6 separate regions of the Mus musculus genome follow, and regions 1, 2, 4, 5 and 6 are each linked to region 3. The links are chromatin contacts, called in public HiCAR-type and HiChIP or PLAC-seq maps. All regions are on one chromosome and are shown on one strand. Each heading gives the region's core, a stretch centred on a gene start, on an enhancer-like site or on the middle of the called end of the contact. The rest is flanking DNA. Distances are from core to core; before and after follow the strand shown. Region 1 overlaps Fli1 (Friend leukemia integration 1). Region 2 has its middle 21 kb from the start of Fli1. Region 3 has its middle 12 kb from the start of Gm27162. Region 4 overlaps Ets1 (E26 avian leukemia oncogene 1, 5' domain). Region 5 overlaps Fli1 (Friend leukemia integration 1). Region 6 holds the start of Fli1 (Friend leukemia integration 1).

Region 1 (4,315 bases), core at 140-2,639, 470 kb before region 3:
TGATTATTATATTAAATATATTTTGATAAGAAATACATATTAAATATATTAAATATTATATATGATAATATGATAAATGCATTAATATTTTAATACAGCCACAAGATTATTATTTCAGCAGAATCAACAGTCACCAAGATATCTTACATTTTATCATACTAAGACTTTTAGGTCCAATGTGCATATTACATTATAGCACATCTAACTCATAGAGTAGCTCCAGTCCCAGTGCTCAGCAACATGGGGCTAGTTAGTGGCCACTGCATCAGAGTGCTGGGTGCCACAGACCTGGTCCATAAGCCAAGAACTTCCAAGTTGTCTGCCCTGCTCTGTTTTCTTCTTTGGAGCATTGACACACCCTCCTCTACATTTTAAATAGTATTGTGTGCATCTGTGCTTGAGCAAACTACATGCGTGGGTACATGCCATGGCATGGGCATTGAAATCAGGTGACAACTAGAAGAAGTTGGTTCTTTCATTCTTTCATGTAGGCTCTGTGGGGGTAGAACTGAGGTCGTCAGGCATGGTGTCAGGCATGGTGTCTGTCAGGCACCTTCTGCTGAACCGTCTCCATTGGCCCTCCTCTACATTTTGTGTTATGATAACTGGACTTTCTGAAAATTATCAAATGCTATGCAACTCTTGATACCCACCAGATATAGAAGGTATGACCCTATTGATGAAGATGACACACATTTTGGTCACAAGACACAAAGAAATAGTTGGGATTGAGTTGGGAATCCTCTCCCTGCTGGCTGGCATTTGTGGTGCCAGAGGCTCTATGCAGGCTCCTAGAGGAGGAAGTGTACCAGTGCTCATGCTTGCTGCACAATACAACTTGACAGGCATTATAAATCCACTGGTACAACGGTGGCTTGACCATATGGTGGGTAGCCAGCCACTCTGTGATTGGAAGCCTACTGCATGAGAGGAGATACACATCTGGTACCATAAACCTGGTAAAAAGCCTGTGGCTGGTGGAGTCTTGGACCCAATGAGAACATAATGCTGTTGTTTCCCTAAATGGACATGCTGCTAAGTCTCCAGAATATTTATATTTATATCCATAGGCTAGTATCCCTTTCAGTCTAGAACATGAAAGCTTCTTTCAGAGAGTGACAGATAGTGTCGAGACTCATACCTCATCAGATGCTGAGGCTAAGTGACCGATAAGCTCTCAGCCCTAACTGGGAAATCTATATTATATACACCCTAAGCCTATAGAACCCTGCAGAAGAAGAGATGAAGTGATGTAAGAGCTGGGAGTGGGGAGGGGTGTCATAAAATGCTGACCCACAGATAAAACATGGCCATTCCAACCACAGAGACACAGAAGCAATGGATACTGGTGGAAGACTGAACCCGTCAACTTCCTTCACTGATAGAGGAAGTGCTCATGAGACACTGCCCCATCTGAAGGAGATATTAACTGTTAGTTGCTGCAGAGGGGAGTGTTGTTTCCTGCCTGGGGGATGAGCTGGTAAAAGAAGGGTCTTGGAGTGAAAGCAAGGGAGAGTAATGGGCGAATAGAATCACAATACACTGCATATATCTATGAATCCCAATACATTGTATATATGTATCTTAAAATCATGCAACTAACAAAACTAACAAAGTCCCGTGTTACTCAGAAAATAAGAAAGTTGCACTGTTCAGGATGAGTAATTTAAACAGACTGACATCTATGTATTCATTTCATTTGTCTTCTCTCTCTCTCTCTCTGCCTCTTTAGCCCTCTGCTTCTGCCTCTTTGTCTCTTTACCCGCTTCTCTGTCTCTGCCCCTGTTTTTTTCTCTGTCTCTCTAAATCTGTCTGTCTGTCTGTCTGTCTGCCTGTCTGTCTCTATGCCTGTCTCTGTATTTTGTGTATAAATATATGCATGCAGTTCTATGCTGGTGTACATACCTCTGGAGACCAAAGGACAACTTTGAGTTTTGTTTCTCAGAAACCATTTACCTTTTTGTGGCATAAGATCTGCAGCTTGCCTAGCAGGCTGTCTGTCCAGTGAGCCTAGGAGATCCAGCTGTGTGCCTCCTCAGCAGCTGGGATCACCAGAGCATGCCACCATGCCTGGTGTTTTTACATGTTATTTCTCTCACATAGTTAAATAATGCTAAGTTAATGCTAGGTATGGTTTCATCCCAAATAAAAGCATCTTTCTGAAAGTCTTTGATCCTGGCTCTTTATTGTGCGTGCTTTGAGGGTATTGATTAGGTGAAAACCATGGCTATGCCTACCTGGGTGGCTCTAGACTCCACTAGATCTTTACTTCAGCACAGTAGGTGAGACTGTACACCCAAAGCCAGGTAAATATTCAGCCAGCTTATGGGAATACTTACACGGGCTTCTTCCAGCTAGTGTCTGGGTGACTAATGCTAGGCATGACCTGGAAATGGATCCAGAGTCTTTTTCCTTGAAGGATTCTCTTAGCTCTTAAACAGCATCCTGGAGGGCCCAGCAGTACCCAGGTGGCAGGGATGGGAACAGGTAGCTCAGTGATACAGATATGTTAGAAGGGAACCCATGCTTCAAAAGTACAGGGTGAACTCAGCAGAGCTTGGGCTGTCCTGCCTGGGCATTGTGACCTTGGGGATCACCCATATGGACATCTGTTCCTCGGATTCTCCATCTGAAATATGGTTTGGGTACTAGCATGAGGCCACAGAAGGAAAATTCCATACCTGATGCACAAGAGAGCCCACAGTCCCAATGCAAATGCACCAGGCTATAGTCTTACTGTTGGGCACTGAGCACACGTGCATACAAAACAGCCATTATCATACTGAGATATCTGTTACACTGTGTGCAAACAAACATGCTAAAATCTGAAAGAGCCTGAAACACATGTCAAATGTTTCAGGTAAGGGAGACTCAACTCATACCTACATGGCATGTCCTTGAAGAAGCAACTTGACTTTGGCCTGCTCTGCTGTGCCCCCATTTAGCTTTTTCCTGAAGAAACACATGAACCCTGCCCAGTGAGCAAAAGCCCTGCCCATATTCTAGTGAGGGAGAAGACAACTTGAATAACCCACCAGGGAGAGCGAGCGATAGGGTGCTCTTTCAGATTCGGGGAGTGTCAGGGATTCTGAAGAGGTGGTATATGGGCAAAAACCCGAGAGAGTTGTATGAATAAATGGAGAAGAAATGTTTTAGAAAGAAGGGACTTGGGGAAGATAAACCAAGGTAGTGGTGTGCTATGGTTTCCAGGAGCAGCTAGAGTCTTGTGTGATGGCATAGAGGAAGGCAGGAGCCAGGGAGAATCTGGGACTTAGCTAAGACTTTAGATTCTGACATGAGATGCTAAAGGTTTTTGAGCAAGAAGGTTACTGTTGTGAAAGGATGGATGACTTTCACTGTTGCCTGTTGAGAGAATAGGTCTCAGGCAGGGAAGGGGAAGAGTGGAGCACAGATGTCTCTGTGGCAGCTGGGAGAGACACTGTGGGCTTGGCAGGCAATGATAACTAGATACAGGGTACATCAAGACTATAGACTCTCCAATATTAGCATCTAGATTTTTCAGTAGGGATCAGGAACACCTTGTGATGGTGCAGGCAGCTTGGGAGTCCTTTCTGAACTGGCCTCATCACCAGAGGGTGCTGGCAGAATGGGATCGTGGTACAGAACCATGACGCACAGGCAGAGAGGGAGAGGCAGCAAGATGCCCAAGCAATCGGAAAGGCTGGGCTGGCGCCAGCTTAGCCTCTCTCGACTTCCTTTCTATACGGTAACAGGTTGAGAATATTGGCCTTCTAGATTAGTAGGGAGCAGTGATACAAGACTAGATACAAGTGTTTGATAAACTACACTCTGCTGAGAATGGACTGACCGGAATCATGGTATAAGCATCATTCTGCATGGAGGGCTCAAGGCTCAGGTTCTCTGAGCTCCCCTAACCCTAGAACCCTGCAGGGATGGCCAAGGTCCCACTTCCTGGTTTTAGTTCATGGGATGGAAGCGTGGCAGGGCTGAGGGTTCTAGAGGGCAGCTCTGAGACAGCTGCAAGGAGGAACTCCCTTACAGCAGCGGCAGCAGCCCCCTCCCTGCTTCCTCTTGCCTCTCTGGACTAGTTTCCCTCATGACTCACTTTCAGTTAAGCCTCCCAGAGAGGATGCCTAAGCCTCAATTCCAGTCCCAATCCTACGGGCTTTGGCTTCCTAAATCCAGTAGACATTTTAATCTAGAGACTGTACCACTTGCTCACAAAGGGTGCTAAAGGACGTCCCCTCCTCAAGGCATCACCCCTTCCCACCTGCTTGTCGCCACTAACTGCATCCCCTTTCAAAGGTCCAGACTCAGCAGCATCCAGTCCCCA
Region 2 (4,416 bases), core at 1,337-3,836, 380 kb before region 3:
GTTCATGGACACAAAGAGTCATGAGAGGGGCACGAATTGTGTTTGTCCTTCAGAATTCATTTTGTCCAATGGATAAACCATGCTCTGTGCTCTTAAAAATGGATGATGTTAGTATAGTGTTTGCATCTCAATGACTTTTTGAACGATTACAGGGAAAAAAAAAACCTGTCTCTTTTATGGGCTCCAAATGTTCATCTTTTGGCTACAAATGATCTCTGGCTTGTTTGGAACTGGAAAAAGGTGTCATCACCTGTAGGACTGTCTCCTGAGGGAATCCCTTCATGAGAGGAAAATGTGAGGAGAAAGGAAAGCTGTTTGAATTCAGAGCTTTCTAAGTGTTCAGGAGGCAACCTCACCCTGGATCAGGCAAGGGTAGAGTGTCTCTTGACCACAGGGCGCCTGCTTTTCAGGGAGCACAGGTCACTTAGCAACCCTTAAAGGTTTAGGATAGCATAGACTGGCAGGGAGAATGCAGGCTCAGAGGCAGTTTAGAAAACACTGGGCCATTTGACTGGAGCACATTCGCTCAGGTACAAATCCAGCTGGAGACCTTGGGACCTGGGAGAGCTCAAAGCACCCTGCACTCTTTCCATGGTGGGTGAGTTTGAGTCTGTCTTCTCCAATTCCATTTCCTGCCTTTAACTGCCACAGCTTGATCGTTGAGACTTAGCCACCCGTAACTGCTGAGGGAAGTAGAGGGAAAATTGAATGGCAGTCATCTCCTGTCCTTGCACAGGGCAGAGGGGGAGATGACCGAGTCCTGACCAGTACCCATCTGTCACCACTACTACCCTCTGTCTAAAGACCCTTCAGTTAAGACTTGGGAATGCTGTGAGCCTTGCAGCAAGCTCTTTTGGCACTTCAGGTCTTTTGCTTTGAGCTTGGGAATGGGAAGGACAAAGTGATGCACAAACAGAGGATGCTGTGTAAGGCCTAGGGGAGGGACCCAATGGCTCAGTACATAGAAATGGGAGCAGAAGGGATAGGAGTCAGTGTCTTTGCCCTAAGGGCACTGCTGGCTAATGGGCTGTCCTATCTGGTCATTCACATCTACCTCTCAATTATGAAGTCATCTTTCCATCTCTCCATCCTCAGTTGTAACAGTCTTCTAAATGGAAATATGATATTCTGCCAAAAGTGAGAAGAAATAGTTGTAGATGGTCAAGTCCCAGTTCCATGTGCAGTAAGTCATGTCTTAAAACTTGATTTGAAAGAAAAAAAATTCCCCAGTGGCTAAAAATACCCCGTTGACACAGACCTGTCTGCACCCCTGATCTTTCATTTTATGTACAACAATTTGTGTTTTTCCGTTTTCGTTGGCTAGAGTTCTGTGTTTTGAAGGTAAGGTGTGGGGAGTCCTTCCGAGGGTCAGTGGGAGACAGGGAATCGGATATAGTTTTTCTCTTTGGAGGGAACTTTCATCCAGATTTAGAAAAAAAAATTGTTTAGGCTCTGCTTGCTACTGTAGCCTCTTGTCCTCTGCCAAATGGCAACACAACAAAGACGGCCTCCTTTTCAAGTTTCTGGTTAATAAAACAACACAAGGCAAGACAAATAAACAGAAACAGAAGGCTCGGGTTCGCATAACTTAGAGCGCACATGTGTAGAGCTAGGCCCGGCCTCTTGCTTAGATGGCCGTTGGTCATCTTCCCTAAGTCTGGACCTGGAGAATCCAAGATCTGCACGCCCTTCCCACAGAGGCGAGGAGAGCCTGGGAGAGCTGCACTGACCTGTACGCTCTTTGTGGTTTGCTGTTGCTCTTCGCTCTGTGAACTGTGCTTGTGAAAAGCTTAGCTGGTGTCTTGAGTCTCTCTAGGCCGCAGCTACAGACATACAGACGTGACGATTGAGGGAGAGTGCCCTTGAATAGATGGGTGCTGGCCTGCCATTGGGAAGAATATATATGGGAGAGATGTAGCACGTGACTTATTTTCATGACAAGATCAACCTTGTTGGACCTTGGTCCTTTCTGTGTAGTGATATTGCATCCTCGGAATCACCTGTGAGTCAGGTGAGAGCTTGGAGATTCCTGACAAGGCGAGGGATGTGGAGCAGGAGGAGGAGGAGGAGGAGGAGGAGGAGGAGGAGGAGGAGGAGGAGGAGGAGGAGCAACATGGTGCGGGGTCCCCGAAGGTTCATGGAGTTCTTGGAGTTGCTGCGTCCCACACTGTTCTGTGGAGCCTAGGAGGGGAGGTGACTATGATCAGGAGACAGAACGGGTTGCTTCTATCTCTTATATTCCTCGATGGGAAAAGAGCTTATCTTTGGGCTCCCTCCTTCGTTTACCAGGAGGCATGGGGAAAGTGGACTACAGGCAAACTCCCTGTTTCCAGCAGGGATTTCTCAGCTCTTCAGCTCTGCTCTCAGGAGACATCTTCAGGCCATTATGAGGTAGTAGCCAAGGATCAGCTGCTGCTAAACCCTGGAAACAGAGTAAATCCAACCCTGGAGGAAGGGCTAGCGATTTACGATGTTTCAGAAGAGAAGTTGTCATAAAAACAGGGCCAGCCAACTTCCTCGAAATGTGTTAGACGACAAGCCGAGCGTGTAGAGGTGCTTTCTGTTACATGGAGCCAATGAGATGACAGAAGACTTGCTGAGGCGTGGCTGGGGTTGGCTTGGACAGTGCCGGTTTTACCAGGATTCATCTGTGTGGCATTTCATCTTACCGTTCTCGTGCCTTTTGCTTCCCTTTGCCCTGAAGTGTGGCTTCTGCTATTTTCGATCAATTTCTCCAGGACTGCTCATTGGGGGGGGGGGGGTATATAATATGGTTCCTGCAATTCTCCCAGAATCCTCAGTGGACCTCAATTCCTTAGTAAGTGTTCTGTCAGACCACCCACAACTCAGCAAGTCAAAGGCTTGCTAACATCCTCAGCTGGAACAATATGCCTCATGTCTGAAACACTTACAGGGTTGGAAGGCTGTCCGTCCACTGACAGAGTTCCCCTTCCATCCTTCTCTACAGCCTGGTGTGCACCTCCTTCCTGTGTTATCCTCTTTCCAGGCATAAGTACGATCTGGCAACCTACACAGAGCAAGTGCACTCTTCCTACAAACACTTGGCTCAGGAGTGATTGTAATAATTGCTGGATCGCAGTTTTTACAAACAAGACAAGCTGTCAGCATCTTTCTAACTTCACTGTGTGTGTGTGTGAAATTGTACCGTTGTACATACGTTTGTGTGTCTGTGCCCATGGAGGCCAGTGGTTAGTCAGTGCAAGGTGTCTTTCTCAATTGCTCTCTGACTTTTTTTAAAGATAGGGTTTCTCACTGAACCTGGGGTTCACCAGTTCAGCTAGACTGACTGGCCAGTGAACTCTGGGGATCTGTCTGTCCCATCAGGCAGCACCAGGATCACAGTGGCATTCCATTATGCCTGGCTTTTTAATGAGTGCTGGCTGGGGCTATGAACTCAGTCCCTCATGCTTGCACAGCAGATACTTCAGTGCCTGAGCCATCTCTCCAGCTCCCTATCCTTGCTTTATAGTTTAAAATCTCTCTCTCTCTCTCTCTCTCTGTCTCTTTCTCTCTCTCTGTCTCTCTCTGTGTGTCTCTCTCTCTGTCTCTCTCTCTCTTTCTCTCTCTCCCTCCCCCTCTCTTTCCCCCTCTTTCTCCTGTCTCTTTTCTCTCTCCCCCCCATGTGTGTGCTTCTATGCATGAGTGTGTGTGTGTGCTTTTATGCATGAGTGTGTGTGTGTGTGTGTGCGTGTGCTTTTATGCATGAGTGTGTGTGTGTGTGTGTGTGTGTGTGTGTGTGTGTACAATTGATATCAGATTCTGGGGGTGGTACAGCTTCTGTGTGAGAAGCAAGCTCTCTAACCTGTCTAGACCAAGATCTTCTGCCCCGCTATGTCTTTATCATCACACCAGGAGGCAATGCGCTGTTAGCATCTGATAATGCAGTCCAAGATTGCTGCTCTCCTCTCATGCCCTCTCATGCAAAGGATATCCCATAACAGCTAAGAACTGAGCATTCCCAAACATCACTGGTGCTGAGGCTGAGAAACCATAGTTTAGATGTGCCAAAGACTATCATTGAACTTTGTTTTGTAGCCCACTACTACTTGATCAGGGATAGTGTAGACTGTCTTGACCTAGGGAGCTTTGGAATGTCCTGGAGTATTCATAAGATGAGGCCCAAATTGGGACTCAGCCAAATCCTGAAGGCTGGCCAGGTGTTTTTCTATTGGCGAAGGAACAGGCTTACAAGATGGAGAACTCTCTCCCGAACGAGCTGAGGTGGGTTGATACACACACCTTAACTAGATTGGGTGCTCTCCAGCCCAGTGTGGTGAGCTGCAGGTAAAAGGTGGCTGAAAAGACTCCTCCCTCTCCCCCTTACCTTCTCAGCTGGACCCCTATTGCTGAGGCCCCAGCAGCTCTCTGGTCTTGCCCGGGACACCTTCATTCCTG
Region 3 (4,609 bases), core at 1,267-3,766:
ACATTTGCTTGACTGCTTCAAGTAGTTGACATTCCCAGGCTCACAAAGCCAGGAGCCCTCATTTATAACTGATTTGCCATCTTGAAGATGTACTATATTCAGTGATCAGAGCTCACACTGGAAAGCACTTGCAGGGGCTTATACTGGCCTGTACTGTGGAGATGTGGGAGAGACAGTAGGTGTTATGGACTAGTTCAGTTTCACATGTAGAAGAGGGTATGAAGCAGATGTGATTTCTAACTTGGTTCCTTCTTCAAAAACTTTACATAGATGTGTGTGTGTGTGTGTGTGTGTGTGTGTGTGTGTGTGTACGTACTTAACATTCATTTCTACTCCAGTGATGACCCTTCCTATATCATAGTTTAGAGATGCATTGTCTATCTCTGATTGACCTTCATAAATTTTTGCCTTGCCCTGCACACACCATTATCCTACATCATTAAAAAAAAGTCTCAAATTGTATTGTTATTTCCTTCAGGTGACTTATGTCCTTCAAACAGGTATATTGTCCCTGAAGATAGAAGCTTCCAGAATGCTCTCATCCTGTGCTGGCAGAATTCATGTTAAGTGTGCCATCTTTATATAAGAGCCACATGGGAGAATCGCATGGTCTGAAGTTCAGATTCAGTTCAGAGTTACAACAAGGCATATTTTTTAAAAAGTCATTGAAAGGGGAGAGTCCCAGATTAGTTGCAAGTAAGTTGGGTATCATGGGCCCGATCTTTGCCTCAGACCTACATGATAATGTAGGAACATTTTCAACTTTCTCCTTCTCATTTGGCCTCGTCTTTCTCTTCAAAAACCTAAAGACCAAAGGTACCGGAAGCCTTGATTGTCAGAGTTCAAAGCCCTCGATAAACATTTGACATTTGGAAATGTGTCTCCCTCCCCTCCCTCTGTACCCTCATCTTGCTTGCATTGGCACCAGCCTTAGAGATAACCATATCAGGCAGAATAAATGAGACTTGTTTCCTTCTAAAATGTCTTCCTCCTGCACGATACAGCTAAGCACCTCGGGCTTGCTTGTATTTGCAATTAGACTTCTCTCTTCTGACTTTTAGGTCAGAAGATAGAAAAATTCAAAAATTTCTGGAGAGAGACAGAAACCATGGAACTTTTAAACCAAAAAGGGACTGATAGATTATTTTCTCTGATAGTCTTGTTTGATGATGGTGGTGGTGGTGAGTGTGATTGGAAAAGTTCACTACATTGTTTGCAGTCAGTTACTGAGCTGGTACCAAACCTCAGAAGATGTATATAGACAAGACTGACATTCCTAGCATAAAGGCTTGCTCAGGCTACATTCATTTTTAGCAATAATTCTGAAAGTTCAGACAGTGGGCTCTCCCAGAATCTACACGGACCAAATTCTCTCATGAATTGATCAAGGAAATAGACCAGGCTTGTCCTCCGATATCTTTCTTGGGAGGTTTGCTAGAGGACGGAATAGCTCTGGGTCTAACCTAGAGTCTGTGTTTCAGGCAACGAGTTGGGCTTCTTGAGTTTTGTGTAACTGCCCTGTACCCAAGACTTAAATGCTAAAGTTGAACCTCCCTCCACATCCTCCTCCAGGCTTCAAGATGTTGAGGAACATTAAGCTGGTGACAGAAGAAAGCTGGAGACAAGGCTAGGTCCCTGCTTTGTACAGGTTAGGGATATCCAAAAAAGAATGCTCAAAATACTTCCCACCCCCATACACACATACCCCAAAGGGACAGAACACTAGAGAAGTTCTTTGCTTTTGGTCTTAAGGGGATTTTTTAGAGCAAATACAAACAAAAATGAAAGTGGCTCAAAAATAAGTGGTAATATTCTCCTAGGAATTACAAATGTGACCAGAGACGGAAGAGAGAAAATGGATAGAGTTCCCAAACTTGGATTTATCTGTCTCCTCCCATCTTGGACCATATCTGGCATTCTCTCTAACTCCCATGCCTCGCTTGAAACACTAAATGGTTGGAAGACCAGCGGAGGTGTGTAAAACCTCGTTCATCTGCCATGACATCATTTAGAGGCTGCTTCTACTGGACCCTTCGCAGAGGTGTAGTGCTCTGTGTGGTTTGTGTGCGGTGGGGCAGTGGGGGCAATCTTGGAATCACAGCCACCTGATACATGGTGTTCACTTCTGGGGCTCCCAGCTCCCAGCCCCCAGCCAATACTTTGCTTCCTCAAGGACTAGTGAGAATAGCCTATTTAAACCCCAATACACACTCTCAGTCTAGGGCACGACCCCTTTTGCTGCTCTTGGCTAGCTCTGTAGTCCCACCCTCAGCCTGCAGGGTCCTGCCGAAGCCGAACCGTGCACTTCCGGGTCCCACACTCCACTTGCGTGCTTCCCAGCCCACTAGAGAGATTTTTCAGAAAACTATTTTTAGAAATAGTAACCTCAGAGTAAGCAAGGCACGGCACTCCAGATTGGGCGTTTTTCTGGGGCAGTTGAGCTAAGGAGCATTCGTTTAAAGAGAAAGGTGTAACAGCCGCCCTTGCTGTTCAACCCCGGAGATCATTTCAGATTCCTGGGTTTGACTCCCTCTAGCGTCGCGATTGAGAAGACATGTCTAAATCCAGGCTTGGGAGACTGGTTGGGAACCAGGACAAAAAGTGTTTTTCTTCGCTTTGTTCCTAAATTCCTCTCTGCTCTCCGCTCTCTCTTTTGTGACAGAGTTCCCAGCATGGGAAGAAAATGAAGATTAAGTATTAGTTTAAGAATAGTAAAACAATTTATTTGCATCTTTTTTTTCTTATTCCGGGAAGGATCAGCGATTAAACAGAAGTTTATCTCAAGAATGAGGCTATAATGTAACTTCTGGATATCTCTGTTTACATTAAGTCTAGTCCCTGAAGAGAATCTGCATGCGCACTGTTAGGGAACACTGTGTACTGTGCATCTTGTCTCAGAATTAGGGTCAGCAATTCTGCTGCTTTTGGAGAGGACAAATTCCGAGGAGGGGCTTGTGGGCACAGTGGCGAGCAGCATGAGACTTTGCAAACGTAAGAGACACAGCCACATACTGCTAGCAGCTCAGAGCAGTGTGTCTGTCTTTGCAAGTTGAAATCATTGGCTGTTTTATCATATTTCCTTATGAATTTGATGAGCCTGCTTCAAGAAGGAAACTGGAGAAAAAAAATGCAAATTAACTTTTCTAGACCGAGTGCCCTGAGATTTCGCTGACGGAAAGGAACCCTGATTGAAGGGATCTTCAGTGGTCAGGAGGGCTCAGTCCTCCAGTTATCTGGTTTGGTTATAAATGACTGGATTTCTTCTATAACCTGGCTGTGGCTTACTAACGTCTGAGCTACAGAGTAAACCAAAGTGACTGTGGGTGATAAGAGGGGAAACGTGTGTGGTGCACACTGAAGACATGCTCATACCTCCCGGGCTGTTTTGAGTCAGACTTTGTGAATTATGGAACAGCAGTCATTCATTCAACAGAAAGCATTCCATTCACAAACACTGCAGCTAAGCTCACAATGGTTCATTATGAGGTCTTTTGCTGAAGGGCTGCTTGCCTTGCCAGGGTAACAGTCTCTTCTTTGACTGTCTTTCTGTTCTCATTTACCATTTTCACATATTTCTCTTCAGAACTTATCTGATGTCTAGCAACCCCTGGTGGGGAGTCTGGAATGCTCACCCCCCCCAACCCCACCTACTCAGCCTGTATACATCAAATGATTTAATTCTTGAAGGTGGACCATTCTAGTGCTGATTTTCCAGGATGTATAGGCTTGTTTGCCTTGGCAGCCACAGAAAACAAAGGCATGGGTGGTGGGCTGGGAAGATGGCTAAGTATGTAAAGTGCCTGTCTTACATGCTCATGACCCAAGAAAACAGAACCGATAAACAAACAAACAAACAAACAAATGGGTGCATGCTATGTACAATGAAGAAAGACTCTGAACTATGGCTCTGAAGATGGTTTTAAGTGTGAAGAAAGTATGAATGAAAGACGGTGAGGATCGAAGTTTTAGGACGTCAGGTTGCAGTATGGGTGGCGAATGTCTTCCTTGTTCAATATGCCAGAGGCTCTCATAGGTGAGGGCGGGGCAGTAGTTGAGGAGAAAACAAAACTATTGAGCTGAAGTTGCAAGGAACTGAATTGCTTTTCTTTTCTTTTCTGTCCTTTTTTTTTTTTTTAAAAAGGTTTTCATTGGGTCTTTGTGAGTTTCCCATCATGCACTCCAGTTCTGCTCATCTCCCTCTTCCCTCATATCCGCCATTCACCCTGCAACCCTCCCCCCCCCAATAAAAACAAAACAAAACAAAACAAAGCATAGAAAAGACCCCATTGCGGAAGCTGCAGTGTGTCACAGTGTGTCCCACAGTATATTTCTCTGTCCATACATCTTCACTTGCAAATGTCCATTGCAGTGAGTCATTGGTCGGGTTTGAAATCTCTGGCTTCTGTGACACCATCAGAATTGGATCCTTACCTGTCCTCCACTCCATTACCCTGTTGTTGCCCTGGATCATGGGGGATACTGCAGCCTTGGATTAGCAGGACAGGCCCTTTTATGCATTCCAACCTTTTGCAGATGATAGAGATTTTGTTGGACCAACTCAGAGCCTTGTGTCTGGGCCTAGGAGGTAGCTGAGCTCTCCCTTATGTGA
Region 4 (4,423 bases), core at 46-2,545, 280 kb before region 3:
TTTATTCATGTACCTTATTTATGAAAACTTGGCTTCCCATGACTTAAGAAAGAGCCACATTTCTCTACATAGACCACTGAGCAAAGTGCAAAACTGTTATTTATCCTGGCTGCCATGTTCTCCTGACTGGATTCTACCCCAAGATAGCAAATCAGTATTACCATACTCCTCACACCATGGGGTCCCTGAAACTGTCATCCCGTGAGGGTACTGGTACAAGTTTAAGGGCTTCTGGCTGAGTGAGGGGTAACAGAGAGACCCTAGGAATTCGAAGCTGACAATTGATATCCATTTCACCTAGAAATGTCTCTCCACAAGGCAGTAAGGTCTTCAGACTTCCAGGGACTTGTTAACACTCCACCATTCCCACGCTGTTGCACTGGGTCTCGGTGAACGTCGGATGTGAGTGGAAGCCTTATGGTCTGCAGGGAAGCCAAAAGCAGCTCCCCACGAAGAACACCACCTCTGTCACTCAGCCCTCTGTCTTGCTTCTTTTTGTTTCCCAGAGCCTTTAGAGGGTCAAGCTTGCCCTTTCACCAAGGTCCAAGCCTATCACTCCTCATTGTTTTAAAAAGAATTTCCTGGCCTTGAGTCTAAAATTAAATTGCCCCCTGGGACTTTGCTATTTTGTATGTTCCTGCCTCTCCTGGTGGCTATTACCACCCCATTTTGTGCCCCCTCCTTCCCAGGCACCCCCAGGAGAGCTCAGAAGACATTGGCTGTGCCTCCCTCCCCAATTCTCAACAGAGAAAGTAAGTCCAGGAATCAGCTCTATGTCCCTGTACTATTTTGAGGCCAAACACGGCCTGATAAGAATTCTTTCTTAGCACTGCCCAAAGAATTCTATAGACATGCTTGGCAGTCCGAGAAAGGAAGAAGGAAGATGCCTTACACAGCATCTTGTAAGACCCAGAGACTTCCGGATCTATTAGAAGTCTGTGGGATGTCTTATGCATTGCAGTATTTTATAATCTTCACCGCAGGAGAACTCAGTAATTGCTCAACCTCAGGAACTGCCTAAGCCCCACTTTTTCCTTCTGAATAGTGGGTTATATGGGAGGAAAACACTGAGTGTGCCTTTGGGAAGCATAAGGACACAGTGTGAAGGCTCAGTACGTGACAGGGACACTGCCATGAACACACATTCTGACTCTGACAACTTTTGGCCCAATGGACTTGCTTTTCTCTCCCAAGGGGCAGTTGATCTGAAGATTGCCAGTTACAAGGTCAGGAGAAGGAATGTGTTCAGGTCAGCAAAATGGAGAGTTTGAGTTGGCAAGGAACTTGCAGATCATCAAGCTCTCCTCCTCCGGAAGCAAAAGCTTAGGGAGGTCAAGTGACAGGCCAGAGGTTATACAGCTCTGTGGTGGTAGAACAGGGCTGACACACAAGCATCCTGCTTTATAGGCCTCTGTGTTCCTGGTAGAGTATGCAAGTGTCTGACATTCCCAGAACATAACCCAATTATCCTAGATGACATATCACAATGTCCATCCTGCTCACTGCTGACTCTACTGTAACTCTGGATTGAAAAACATCTTGAAGTGTTTATTGGGCCATCTATGTTTATGGCTTAAATCTAAACCCTGGACTTCAGTAGTCAACCAAGGGAAAGGCAGTGTGTCTATCCAGACGCAGGGAAAGGAGAGGCAGGGGGCAGTTACTGAGCAAACACCTGCAACCTGAAGGCTGTTTGGCTAAAGCTGGAGAGGCACTGGAAGAAGCTCCCACACTTACACAGATACACTGAGGCCACCTGTTTCTGATTTGGTATTATAAAATATCCTCTTATTCTTTCTTTTCAATTCTGGGGGACTTTGGGGACTGTGAACAAACAGAATGGCTTTGGGATGTAGCAAGACTAGTAGGGGAGGGGAAATGGTGGCTCTGGAGACATAGCTGCCTGCAGGCTAGAAGGAACAGTAGCTGAACCTGACTCTGATGCATGAAGCAGAGAGGAAGCACAGACAGGGACCTTTCATTGTAAGAAGAGTGGATTGGTCCCCTGAGAAGATGTCCAGTACATTTAGCCCACCCTTAGAGCAAAGTAGTGATAAAGCTGTGTCTTTGGTCTTCTGGATTCCAGAGTTAATGTAGGTGGGACTTTGAGGTAACAGGCTCCTGGATGCTCTCCCATTATGCTGCTCTGCAGAGATGCTCACTGAATTGTTCTTCACAGTAAGGATGATAGAACATGGCAAAGACTACAAGAACTATTATTCTTTGGCTATTATTCATGGTTCCCTGTTCCCATTCTTTCTTAGTGGACACTTAGAAACCACTACTCATGTTTAAGCTCACTGTTGGCCACCACAACTGTATACAATTACTATATTTTTCTTCTATAACGTTTACCTATTGCCTCTTTTTTTTATGCCCTCATTTCTCATACCATTACAGACCTATGGATCTAAATTGTCTCCCACAGGCTCATGTTTTAGAGTCTTGGTGGGCCAGCTTGTGTTATGACTTTGAAAGCCATGGAGCCTTCAGGAGGTGGGGCCTGGATGACACAAGAAGTGACTAAGAATAGTGCTAGAACATCCCTATTCCATTCTATGTTCTTGATCAGCTGCTATAGTCACTGTGGCGCACTACAGTGCCTCAGACCAAGCTGTTTGACTTTGCCATCCCTGATATGGTAGACTATGGCCTTGTGAAACTTCAAGGCCTAATAAAAAGTTTCTACCCTTGAGTTGTTTCTGTTGGACATTTTCTTATAGAGACAAGAAAAACAAAGGACAAAAGAGCTATATTTTATGGTTTCCCTTTTTGCTTTACCTGCCGGTCTCCCTGAATCTGTGCTCAAACTAGAGTCTTTGTGTAAGCAGCTCTAACTTCACTCTTTCCTGTCTTGGAGACTGCTCTACTGAGTGGCTCTGCCACCCCCCTGTCTAAACACAGCCCAGAGCAACATTGTTTTTCCCCTTCCTTACATATTCCCCGAAGCTCAGCATTTTCACGGTACAAGAGCAAGCGCTCGATGTATCTTGGATTTCTTTTCTTTCTTTGCCTCATTCAAGAAATCATGCTGACCCTTCCTTTAGAACGCTGCACCTCTGTTTCTACCTTCACCCCTGGGATGACACAAATCTATGTCTTTCTTCCTAGCTGGATTAGGCCAGATTAATGAGGCTTCGTGTGAGGTAGGTAGCCAAACTCCACAATTAATCTGAAGACTTATCTTGATGCAATTTTAAAAATCATAATCAGCTAAAAATTATTATGGAAATAAATGTTTAATTTAAATAATTTGAAAATAAAAAATGATACCTGGGTCAGTAGTATAGATTTATGGTCTTGCCTCAGCTCCATGTAGCTTGATAGGACTCTTACTGACTGTCCCACCTCTTCACCTTCTTCTACTGCCCAGTCTGTCCTACTTAGCACCATCAAATGATTCTGTCTAGAATGTATTGGGTTAATAAGTCAGATAGACTACCTTCATATTCTGGTATTTATGTCTTGCTCCTTGCTTGTTGTACCTTCAGTCTGATTTTGTGCTTATCACACTCATTACAGGTACCCAAGACAGTGCTTTTCTCCAAGGTTTGTCCCCATCAGAGAAAGTCTCCAGCTTTCTCTGACTTGCCCGAACCTTGTTTCGTTCCTCTTTCTGTAGTTGTTGTGTCTGTTTTGACCTTTGGTCCTGCCTTCTTCTTTACCTTTTGATTTCTTGGCCATTCACCAATGTTCAATATCAACCAGTCTATAGCTCTCCTCTTAGTTTGCCTTCTCTAGAAAGTCTTCCCTGCCACCTTTCTTTGCTACTTTGCGGGTTCTTTTTCTCCCACTCCTTATCTATCTGGTTTCAGGTTCTACCACTAGATAGGAGAGAAAAAAAAAGACAGGGAAGAAGGGAGGGAGAGACAGAGACCGAGACAGAGAGACAGACAGATAGAAAGACAGAGTGAGAGATTCCTGAGTCCAATTTCTTTTCTTTTTCTTTTGTTTTTTTTCTGAGCATGACTACTAACAAACTCCAATCTACCCTGCTGAACGACCAACAACCGCTGACCCTGCCTCTCAGGGTCCTTGCATTTATATACCTTCTGAAACGTTTCCAGAATTCCAAACATCACACAATCGCAAAAACTATCTGCAGCTGATAAAACCATGCTTTTGCTAGAGCAAGAGGCAAATCATGAGCAGTACTGCAGATGTCTGAAGTAGCCCTGCATCCTTATACCTGGGATTTAAATGACTCAAAAATGTCACTACAATTGTCCTCTTCCCTGGTACTTACTACTGTTACACCCTCTCAGTGTGACTTCCTGTTTACTTCTCTGTTAGCTCCCATTGTGTGATAATTTTTTTTTTTTTGCTGGGGAGACAAATACACATCTAATCACCCTAGATAGTCATCCCATGATAGACAAAAATATGGATATCACCAGAGTACACCTTGGTCAAACAATGAGCT
Region 5 (4,178 bases), core at 23-2,522, 440 kb before region 3:
TGTGTGTGTGTGTGTGTGTGTGTGTGTGTGTGATATATGTGTCTCTCTCCCATTACATGTAACTCTGTAAAGGCAGATCCTACCCTGGAATCATGCCTAGGCAACAGGCAGCCCTCCATAGCCACTTACCCTATAAATGAACTACACAGTGTCTGTATGGTCAGTTCTCAGATGCTGTCCACATTTTTTTTTGAGACAGGATCTCTCACCTTGTGGGTCCCAGGCATTTGTCTGTCTCAGCACCACTGACACTGGTGTCACACTTACATGCCACCATACCTGACGTCCTTGTGGTGGCTCTGAATACGGACCCCATATCCTTATGTTTGCAAGGCAAGCACTTGACTGACCGAAAAAGGTGCCGGTGTGATTCAGACAATGATTCTATATGGTCATGAGGATTTCCTGAAAAACTTGTTCAGAATGCATGGTTCTGGTTGTGCACAAAGCTCAGGGGGAGAGTGCTTGCCTGGGATGCTCAAGGTCCTGGATTCCACCCTCAGTTCTGGGAAAACCAAGCACCTGTGTTGTTCTACCCAAGATTTCAGTCCTCCCGAGTGAGAGGAAGGGAGGTCGGGAATAAAGTGTTAGTGGCTGGCTGAGAAGAAGGAGACGGGAGGGCCTGGAGATGTTTATCTTTGCCCGTTTCCTGGCTTGCAACAGGTTTCTGGACAAGCTTCTGTGTTCATGTCTCCTTCTCACTCCTCAGTAAGTGGAAGTCCCACCTGCCACCCACTCTTCTCTACTCCAAAACTACACTGTGAGATGTCTACTGAAACATTCTGAAATCCTAAGATGAGAAGAGATACTGAAGTAAACACACACACACACACAGTTGCTATTTGTCGAATGGTGGATTTCTAGCACACAGCCACGAACTTCAATTTTACCAGGCAGTTTTTCACATAACTTCACTATGTGAGATGTCTCTTGAGGCTGCCCCCTTTAATACAAAATCGAGAAGGCTGCTCACTTTGCTAGCTACCCCTTCCGACTTGACCTTTGCTTTGCGGTGGAAACTTTACACTCTCACGACTCTTCAGGCATGCGTGCTGGCCCTCTCCTGGATCTATCTGTAGCCAGGCAGTTTGCGCACAAGGAACGGATGGGCAGACTTGCAAGCCTCCTGACTCCCAGGATTCCCTCCCCTCCAGGGAAGCACAAGCATTAGTCTGGCTCCAGTGTCGAGCAGTGCAGGAAGCAGAGGGCACGGGCTAATATGCATGTCACCATGTGGCTTCTGGTCACAGGCTAACCCTACTTTCGAGCCTGCGTGAGCTACAAGAGCAACAGGAAATGGCAAGGGGTATATATAGCCACATTGTGTTTATCCAAAGGTGCTGTTTTGCACCGATGATGAACTTCTTAGGTTGGAAAGGACACAGCATCCTCCTTTCCCCCAAGGGCCTCTTTCCCTGAGCAGCACGTGTGGAATGAGTTCCTCCCCTTGGGAAGGAAGAGGGACATTGGACCTTCTTGGCATCTTCACTTTCATGTGACAGGGCTTGTCCACTTTCCTCTCGAAAGGGTTTCTGGATACATTCATCGGAGGTTCATAGTAGGTGGGAAATGACAATAGGACAATTGAGGATGAGCCTCTTTACACAGTACCTCTGGAAAAAACATTCATTCTCTGAACTGGGTCCTCCCCCCAAAAACACTAATTAGATTCTTTGTTTCTTCTTGATGCATTGCACTGGCAAATAATTCATGCACCTCTTCCTGGTGTAGCCGCTATATGTCCCTTGGTTTGGCGGCTTTGAGATCCTACCATAGGCATCGGCAGCAGAAAGTCCATAGAATGAGATTTCAGTGACCCCAAACCCTAGACTTCCTTTGTTTCCTAAGGCACCATCAGAAGGAAAATCTGAGTCCTCTGAGTTCGGCCTACGCTGTGTACAGAGCCCTTCTTTGCTGCTGTGAAAGCCAGTGAATCAGCCGGGAGCCTGGAATCTGCTGCAGGTCCTCTGTATTGGCAGAGGGCTTCAGCTTCTCTTGTTGGCTCTTTACTCAGGCCTCCTCTCTACTCAATGAGCTCAGGAACAAGGCTTAGGGATGGTGAGATTGAGGAGGGACTGACTCATGTAGGTGGGCATCGGAGCTTTAGTCTGCATATGCATACTGCTCACCTGAAGAACTTAAGAATTTTTTCCCAAGGACTGTGGGATATTGAGGATAAAAGGAGATGCTATAAGTAGAGACCATTTAGATAGCACAGTGCCACACAGCGAGTGCTTAGTGCACGCTCATCAAAATGGAGTTAGGGATGGAGGGATCCTGTGGAGAATGGGTCTGCATTTCAACATGTATACACCCTAAAATTTCTCATGCTAACTTGGTTGGCCAACTCCTTCAATAGGGATAAGCTGTATGTTCCCATAAGGAATATTTTGCAGTTAAGTGTGGCAATGGCAAAATTGTGTGCAGAGCACTTTCTGATACAGCACCACATAATAAATGAGACTTCTAAAATTCTCATCTCCTCCTACTCTGAAAAGGCACAGGATGCATGTTGGGAAAATAAGTGAGCGAGCGAGCTCTTAGCACAAACATTTGGGAGGATAAGACTGAAACTTTTCCCAGCTTCTGAGTTCTGCTGAGATGCCAAGCTCTTCCTAAGAGCCCGATTTGCAGCGCAGAGGCGAGTGCCTCTATTTGAGCACTTTAAGAAAAAGTGTGGGGCAGTCGTGAGAAGCAGATGGCTCAGTGGGTAAAGTGCTTGCTGTGAAAGCATGGGGACATGCATTTAGAACCCCAGTGCCCACATAAAAGCCAGCAGTGGTGGTGACTACCTGTGTGGGGCTGGATAGCAGGCAAGCTTCAAGTTCAGTGTGAGACCTTGGCTCACAAGGTGGAGCATGATAAAGGTAAGATTCCCAAAGCTAACCTCCAACACACACACACACACACACACACACACACACACACACACACAAACACACACACACACACACACACACGAGTGCATCTGCACAAGTGTGCATCCACTACACAGATACACAGACACACACACACAAAGAAAACAAACAAAATGGTAAAGACCTCTATCCAGTGTGCTTTGTACCTGGTACAAGAAAGCCAAAAACAGTAAAAGAGGACCCAGGATTTTCTGAGCCTTGTGTGCAGGTTGGACCCTCTGGATGGCCCTGCATCTTCCACAGCAAGTTTGTATATCCCGCTAGCTTCCACCCTGGTCTCTTTCTTTGCCTTCCCCACTTATATACTGAGTCCCAAAGCCATTGTTCGTTCTCACTTCTGAAAGCTAAGCACACAGTGGCAGGCCCCAAGGCCTGCGGCTGTGTGTGCCTGAGATTAAGATTTTTATCTGCTCTCTGACAATGTGCAGAGGAAATCCTGTTCCTAAACTCAGGGCCGTGAGAGGAGCGCGGCCAGCAGTTCTTCCCTCCCACCTGGGAGAGAGATCAGGACACCTGACCTGCCAGGAACATGGGCTCATTGTTTATACATAGAAAAAGCTCTTTTCCGGTCTCAGTTAATCAACTCCTCTCCTACATTTTTTTCTTTGAGCCGCAGAGCATAACAGTCTCTTGGCAGAGCTGGGTTGGGGTCTTAATGTACTAGCAGATAAGGTCCCCACGGAGGAAATGCGAACTACTGTCTAGTAAGATTTAGGAAAGAGCTTTTCCACTCTCCGTGAACCAGGAGGTTCACAGGCAGCCATATCCTCACTGCATGGACCCAGTGTGGCTCTCAAGCACTAGGAGAAGACTCCGTGCTAAAGGGCGGGTTCTCTGGTGGTCAGAGATGAGGTTGTGGGAAGCTGTAGGCTCTTCTCTTTCCCTTTATCCCTAGGGCTTAGTGGGCAGCTACTCTCACAGACAAGCTCCGGGTGACAATTAGGGGACTAGTAGAAGGTCCCTATTTTGTATGTATGGCTTGTCATATTCCTGGCTAACGTAGGCAATGCAGGCGTGCTTGGTAGTTGGAGATGCCTGTTGCTACAGGAGGACACTGAGGACACACGCTCTTTCCCGGACTTGAAGGAAGATATCCTAAGACAGAACTGCCTGGGTGTCTACCCCCAACTCTGCTTTTCCTATCGCTCCTTTCACTGCAGAGCTGGAGTGGATCTGGATCATCTGCAAATCTGCCAGGATGCCCAGGGCTATGAGCAAGAAGAAGAAGGTGTAGAACTTGCTGGGGGCAGGTGCTTACTC
Region 6 (4,644 bases), core at 875-3,374, 400 kb before region 3:
GCCTGTCATGCCCATCCCATTGTGCACAGTGTGGGGTTAACACATCCTGGGTACACAGACCACAGCTTCCTCCAGAGCTCAGGGCCTGTGCTTAGAGGTCTGAACACTGCGCAGATATTGCTTCACTTCTTCTCAGAGTGTCCACATTAAGCCTCTGGAGCCACATTACCACCCTTTAGGACCTAGGGGAGTTTGGGGGGGGGGGTTGTGAGTAGATAGTGTTCTGAATGGGGGTGTGAAGATTTTCGAAGGACCATCTGGTTACTGAACCTGAGGGATGTAGGCACTTGCAGGAACATACCAACAGGAAGCAGAGAAGCAGGGCCCAGGGACCTGCACTGTCAGGTCTCCAGAGCACACCCCTTAGGAACACTCTCAAGTCAGGTTTGAAAAACCTGTGGCTAGGTGGTTGTGTTAAAACCCCATTACAATCGGCTATCTCATCTGTCTTTGAGTTCCTTCAGTTGGTGCCTTTTACCTAAGTCAGCATGTTTCAGAGAAGGAGGGAGGGAGAGAGAAGGAGGGAGGGAGGGAGGGAGGGAGGGAGGGAGAGAGAGAGAGAGAGAGAGAGAGAGAGAGAGAGAGAGAGAGAGAGAAGAGACTCTTAGAAAATAAAAACACTCTGACCCCACCCAGAAGATAAAAATCTGTTAAATTCTCTAAAGCCAACAACACCTTCACCTCCTCTTCATCAAGCCATGAGAGGGAAGTGGATTCCTCTGGGTTCTGGAGAATGGCGGCTCTGCCAGTCCCCACCTCACCAGCCTGATAGTTTTTCCAGAGCAATTCCTGCTTGATATGCAGCCTTGAAGCTAACGTCTGCTCTCATTCATTCTCCTAAGTCCTCTTAGGCTAGTCACGTTAGGGGGTGTCCCTCGTCTCTGCTCCTGGCCCTACTTCCCCCTTTCGGAGGGAGCACTCGGCCTTTCTGAAGCGTGACAGGGAACCCAGACTCACAGGTCTGCTGGTCTGCACTTTGCAACCTAGACCCAAGCTGGGCCGGCGCGGGTGGCGGGTGGGGGTGGGGGTGCAATCGGCAAGCCCCAGGCCATAGACTCTGAACCAGCCACCGCAGGGGGACAGCTGTTGAAGGAGTTTAATTCTTACTGAGAGGACAGCTCCTGGATCCCTTGCTCTAAAGCAGGCGCACGCACAGTGTGCGGGATCTGAGGCACTGAGGAGCCGGAGAGCAAGGAGATTCCTAACCCGAGGAACTGCGAGGCGGGCCCGTTAGCTCCAGGCAGCCGGCGTCCGCAACTGCCGGGCAGCAGCAGTGAGAAGGGGGGAAGAGAAACCGGTCTGGCTGACAAGTAAACAGGGTCTTCCATCTGGACCCGCCGGCTCAGCCGGATCCTCAGACACCCTCCCTTGCACCCCTTGCCCTCCCGCAACTACTCCTCCAACTCGCTCGGAGGGTCGGGGGACCCCAGCCAGAGGCGAACGCTGCTCCTGCCCGCGCAGATCTCGGCCTCTGGCGTGAGGAAGCTGGCCGCCAGACTAGTGCCTGGCGCCGGGGCCAGGTCGTCTGGGTGCCGGGTGGGAACCGACCCGGCGATCTCCCGCCCGAGACTCTGCTCCGCGCCCCGGGTCCCCAGGTTTCAGCTGCCGGGTCTCGCAGCCCCTTCGGGCGGCACAGTGGGAGCCTGCGGGATTCCACAGTGGCGCAAGGAGTGAGGGGTAGATCGCCCTGGGCGGGAAGGCTGGCCGGCCTCCTCGGAATGGGGGACTCGCCACCCGGAGGAGACCGCGCGAAGCCGGGGCGCGGAAGGAAGGGAGAGCGGCCACGTCTTCCGGGACCCCGGCGCCCAGCCCTCCCGCCGCCCCGGTCGGCCCTCTCCCCGCGCCCACTGCCCAGCCGCTTACCTTAATAGTCCCGTCCATTTGGCCAAGTCTGCAGCCGAGCCCCCCAATATTCCACACATTGACCCGGTTACAGCCTGACCTCGTAGCCCCTTCAGATTAGCCCGGCGCGGCCTCTTTGGCGCCCTGGGCCCTCTCTGAGTGCCCCCTGCGAGCGCCCTGCCCTCGCTCCCCTGTGCACGTTTGTTGTTGTAGCGGATCGAAAAAGAGACAGTTAACCGGATGAAACTTTTTTTCAGCTAATTTTGGGAAGTGACTTCACTTTGCGATCGGGGAGGAAGTCCTATCTCTCTCTCTCTCTCTCTCTCTCTCTCTCTCTCTCTCTCTCTCTCTCTCTCTCTCATCTCGCCCTCTCCACTCTCTGCTCTCTCTTGTCTTCCCTCCCCCACACCCCCTCGTCCTCTCCTCGCCCTGCTTTTCGCATCACTCGCTATATAAATATACGCGGGATGCCCAGTTACATTCATGCACTGCGCACACAGGATACTTGCTCCTGGGAGATAAGAGCTGGCCAGGAACAATGACGGGGTCCACGCCCAGTATCCGCTCCCTGATTCCTGAAGTCTGCAACTCCCCCATCACCTTCCCCCCAAATCCAAAGCCAAACGCCTCTGGCCTCTTTCCTTTCCCTTGGGCCTTTGGCCGAAGGTGGCCCTCCTGACTCATTCACTTTCCGTTTCTTCCCACAGATACATTCATTAATGCTTTTTCCAGCCGGAGTCAAACTTTTTTGGGGATGGGAGGAAGACGGCGGAAGAGTTTGTTAGAACAGGGGATAACCTGGCGATGCTGACCGCCAGGGGAGATTCGGATGCAGATCAAGGCAAACCTACTATTTTTAAAAAGGAAGGAAGGAAGGAAGGAAGGAAGGAAGGAAGGAAGGAAGGAAGGAAGAAAGAAAGAAAGAAAGAAAGAAAGAAAGAAAGAAAGAAAGAAAGAAAGAAAGAAAGAGAGGAGCCGAAGAGAGTTTTTGCATCTAAGCGCTGGTCTCCGGATAGGCTCAAAGCGAATTCTGGGTCCCGCGGACCTGACCTGTCAAGGGCTCAATACCTCAAGCTTTGTTAGCAGAGAGATGCCCATGCTTTGGCGCGCCTCGACTCCGGGCTCCACAGCCCGCTAAGGAGGTAGACCAGCCACAACCTAGGCTTTTTGAGTTAAATTCTCTCACCTATCAGGACCCGACGGCCCAAGTTCTTCAATACCATCGCAGCCCCCAAGGAACTGACACCAGGGCGAGCTTGCCCTCCACACTACGCAGCAGGACCCAGGAGCGCGGCGAGCCGCGGCTCAGCAGAGACCCCACCTTGGATGAGAACGGGCAGTCTAAGGGTCCAAGCTAGGGACTGTCATTCCCAACCAGCGGCGTGGCCCGCTTTACCGGCTCGGTTCTTTCTGCTATCCCCCGCGCCTCCCCTGCTGGACCCAGGAGCTCTCTTGTTAAGGCTTCTCTGGGGTATCGGCGCTGGCGGCCTGACTCCCATCTCCCAGACTTTGAAAACAGGTTACCTTTTTCCACGCTCTTCAGACCACGCTGTGGACTTTCTCACTATTATTTAAGAGTCCTCCCGGGAAAAGAGGGGAAAAATTCCAGAGCAGATCCGAATAAATTGGAAAGGAAAAAAAAATCAAGAGGGTGTCCACGGCGGCAAGAAGGTGACTTATTAATTCTTTATTTCTTCAGGAGCAATTGCGCTCGCTCGCTCGCCTCCCTCCCTCCCCCCTTCCCCCTCTCCAAATTAGTCTCATCAATTCAGCTCCAATTTGGGGTTCGAATACAGACACGGGTCTGAACGTGACCAGACCTGGAGTGGCGGTGCAGCCTGCCAGCAATTGAGACTCGGTTTACTGTGGGGGGTGGGGTGGGGGCCGGGCCCACTCCCCCTCCTCCTGTCTGCTTCTCAATCCAGGGGTCTGCTCCGGGGCTCCCCTGGGACCGCCACATCTGGTTACCGCTAGCGGGGTCAGTCCCCCCCCTTTGCCTGGGGCCACCAGTTCTGGAGTTCAATTAAAAGAAATCAGGCTTAACCCTTTCCTGCCTGCGGCCGGGCTGCCCGCCCTCTTGCTCTTCCCTTCAGCGTTTCCACATGCTTTCCAGAGAGGAAAGAGGTTAAAGGGAAAGAAGAATGAATTACATCCTTTCAAACCCCAAATTGTTTCCTTTTCAGCCCAGACATTCAAACGACAACGTAGCTTTCAGGAGGGTGCACCCAGGCTATACTGAGCCTCTTTCTGTCCGAAAGGAGTGTTTACGTCTCCCCGCAGAGGGTCTCCTTCCAGGCACTGGACAGTTACAAAGGCCACAAAATAGCCAATCCACATTTAATCACCACGCCCCCCGCCCCGCCCCGCCCTGCCCCAAGGGCCAAGTGGCAGACAATCACCAGGTTTTCCTTTCGGCTTCTGCTGATCTGGCAAACGACAGTCACGTCCATTGCTGAATAACACTCACTGGAATAATTCACTTGGAATATCCCCGAACTTCATTGAGCCCAATTCCTTCTCAACAAGAATTCTTGTTCAACAAGAATCCGGATAAAAATGAAGACTTGAACCCCCACCTCAGCTAGGGAGTATTTTTTTGTTTGTCTCTGCCTGCAAACCGGACACTGAAGCAATTTCACAATTTTGGGGCGTAGGGGCGCTGGCATAGGCTCCCCCGGGCATGACAGGCTTAGGCATCATTGCAATCTATTGACATTTTACCACCGACCCCTCCATCGGAACCTCCTCTCATTCACAGGGTTCTCCACACAGAAGAAGGCACTGTCCCCCAGTTTTGAACAG

The links. HiCAR-type assays count read pairs that join an accessible place to other places. HiChIP or PLAC-seq counts read pairs in DNA pulled down with a chosen protein or histone mark.
Region 1: an H3K27ac HiChIP or PLAC-seq map of large pre-B cells shows a contact between it and region 3, with 6 times the contacts expected there. The contact joins two enhancer-like sites. A contact is called at or near these places in 1 of 15 datasets of contacts at CTCF or cohesin (large pre-B cells), 3 of 484 Hi-C or Micro-C datasets (B cells, CD4 T cells and LSK cells) and 5 of 115 datasets of contacts at active chromatin or transcription factors (CD8 T cells, T-cell acute lymphoblastic leukemia, double positive thymocytes and 2 more).
Region 2: a contact with region 3 is called in an H3K27ac HiChIP or PLAC-seq map of large pre-B cells, with 4 times the contacts expected there. The contact joins two enhancer-like sites. A contact is called at or near these places in 1 of 484 Hi-C or Micro-C datasets (bone marrow-derived macrophages), 9 of 115 datasets of contacts at active chromatin or transcription factors (the 230-238 cell line, bone marrow-derived macrophages, craniofacial prominence and 6 more) and 1 of 9 other capture datasets (embryonic stem cells).
Region 4: a HiCAR-type map of kidney shows a contact between it and region 3, with 2.9 times the contacts expected there. The contact joins two enhancer-like sites. A contact is called at or near these places in 1 of 15 datasets of contacts at CTCF or cohesin (pro-B cells), 9 of 484 Hi-C or Micro-C datasets (cerebral cortex, embryonic fibroblasts, liver and 3 more), 17 of 115 datasets of contacts at active chromatin or transcription factors (acute myeloid leukemia, bone marrow-derived macrophages, craniofacial prominence and 14 more) and 1 of 9 other capture datasets (embryonic stem cells).
Region 5: an H3K27ac HiChIP or PLAC-seq map of double positive thymocytes shows a contact between it and region 3, with 6 times the contacts expected there. The contact joins two enhancer-like sites. A contact is called at or near these places in 11 of 484 Hi-C or Micro-C datasets (CD4 T cells, CD8 T cells, double positive thymocytes and 1 more), 8 of 115 datasets of contacts at active chromatin or transcription factors (T-cell acute lymphoblastic leukemia, acute myeloid leukemia, bone marrow-derived macrophages and 5 more) and 1 of 9 other capture datasets (embryonic stem cells).
Region 6: an H3K27ac HiChIP or PLAC-seq map of double positive thymocytes shows a contact between it and region 3, with 6 times the contacts expected there. The contact joins the promoter of Fli1 here to the enhancer-like site in region 3. A contact is called at or near these places in 7 of 39 promoter capture datasets (the C10 cell line, cranial neural crest, embryonic stem cells and 4 more), 2 of 484 Hi-C or Micro-C datasets (Th1 cells and regulatory T cells), 16 of 115 datasets of contacts at active chromatin or transcription factors (DN3 thymocytes, acute myeloid leukemia, astrocytes and 13 more) and 3 of 9 other capture datasets (adipose tissue, embryonic stem cells and liver).

Annotation. Positions count from the first base shown.
Region 1 is chr9:32,471,187-32,475,501 of GRCm38.p6, forward strand. All of the region lies in intron 2 of Fli1 (Friend leukemia integration 1), which reads right to left. Among named protein-coding and RNA genes, the nearest start is that of Gm22060, 26 kb to the left of the region's middle. Within about 2 kb of position 1,390, at least 14 of the 459 cell types and tissues checked have an H3K27ac peak or open chromatin away from gene starts, as enhancers often do.
Region 2 is chr9:32,560,140-32,564,555 of GRCm38.p6, forward strand. No RefSeq gene overlaps it. Among named protein-coding and RNA genes, the nearest start is that of Fli1, 21 kb to the left of the region's middle. Within about 2 kb of position 2,587, at least 72 of the 459 cell types and tissues checked have an H3K27ac peak or open chromatin away from gene starts, as enhancers often do.
Region 3 is chr9:32,938,220-32,942,828 of GRCm38.p6, forward strand. No RefSeq gene overlaps it. Among named protein-coding and RNA genes, the nearest start is that of Gm27162, 12 kb to the left of the region's middle. Within about 2 kb of position 2,517, at least 264 of the 459 cell types and tissues checked have an H3K27ac peak or open chromatin away from gene starts, as enhancers often do. A contact at or near this core is called in CD8 T cells, DN3 thymocytes, Th1 cells and 13 more, where this site is marked.
Region 4 is chr9:32,656,071-32,660,493 of GRCm38.p6, forward strand. The region is part of intron 2 of Ets1 (E26 avian leukemia oncogene 1, 5' domain); the gene reads left to right. Among named protein-coding and RNA genes, the nearest start is that of Ets1, 22 kb to the left of the region's middle. Within about 2 kb of position 1,296, at least 25 of the 459 cell types and tissues checked have an H3K27ac peak or open chromatin away from gene starts, as enhancers often do. A contact at or near this core is called in kidney and liver, where this site is marked.
Region 5 is chr9:32,502,994-32,507,171 of GRCm38.p6, forward strand. The region is part of intron 1 of Fli1 (Friend leukemia integration 1); the gene reads right to left. Among named protein-coding and RNA genes, the nearest start is that of Fli1, 36 kb to the right of the region's middle. Within about 2 kb of position 1,273, at least 48 of the 459 cell types and tissues checked have an H3K27ac peak or open chromatin away from gene starts, as enhancers often do. A contact at or near this core is called in CD8 T cells, double positive thymocytes, regulatory T cells and 1 more, where this site is marked.
Region 6 is chr9:32,539,328-32,543,971 of GRCm38.p6, forward strand. It overlaps Fli1 (Friend leukemia integration 1), which reads right to left and starts at 2,125. Exons shown (of 9, transcript NM_008026.5): 1 at 1,864-2,125. The coding sequence starts at 1,881.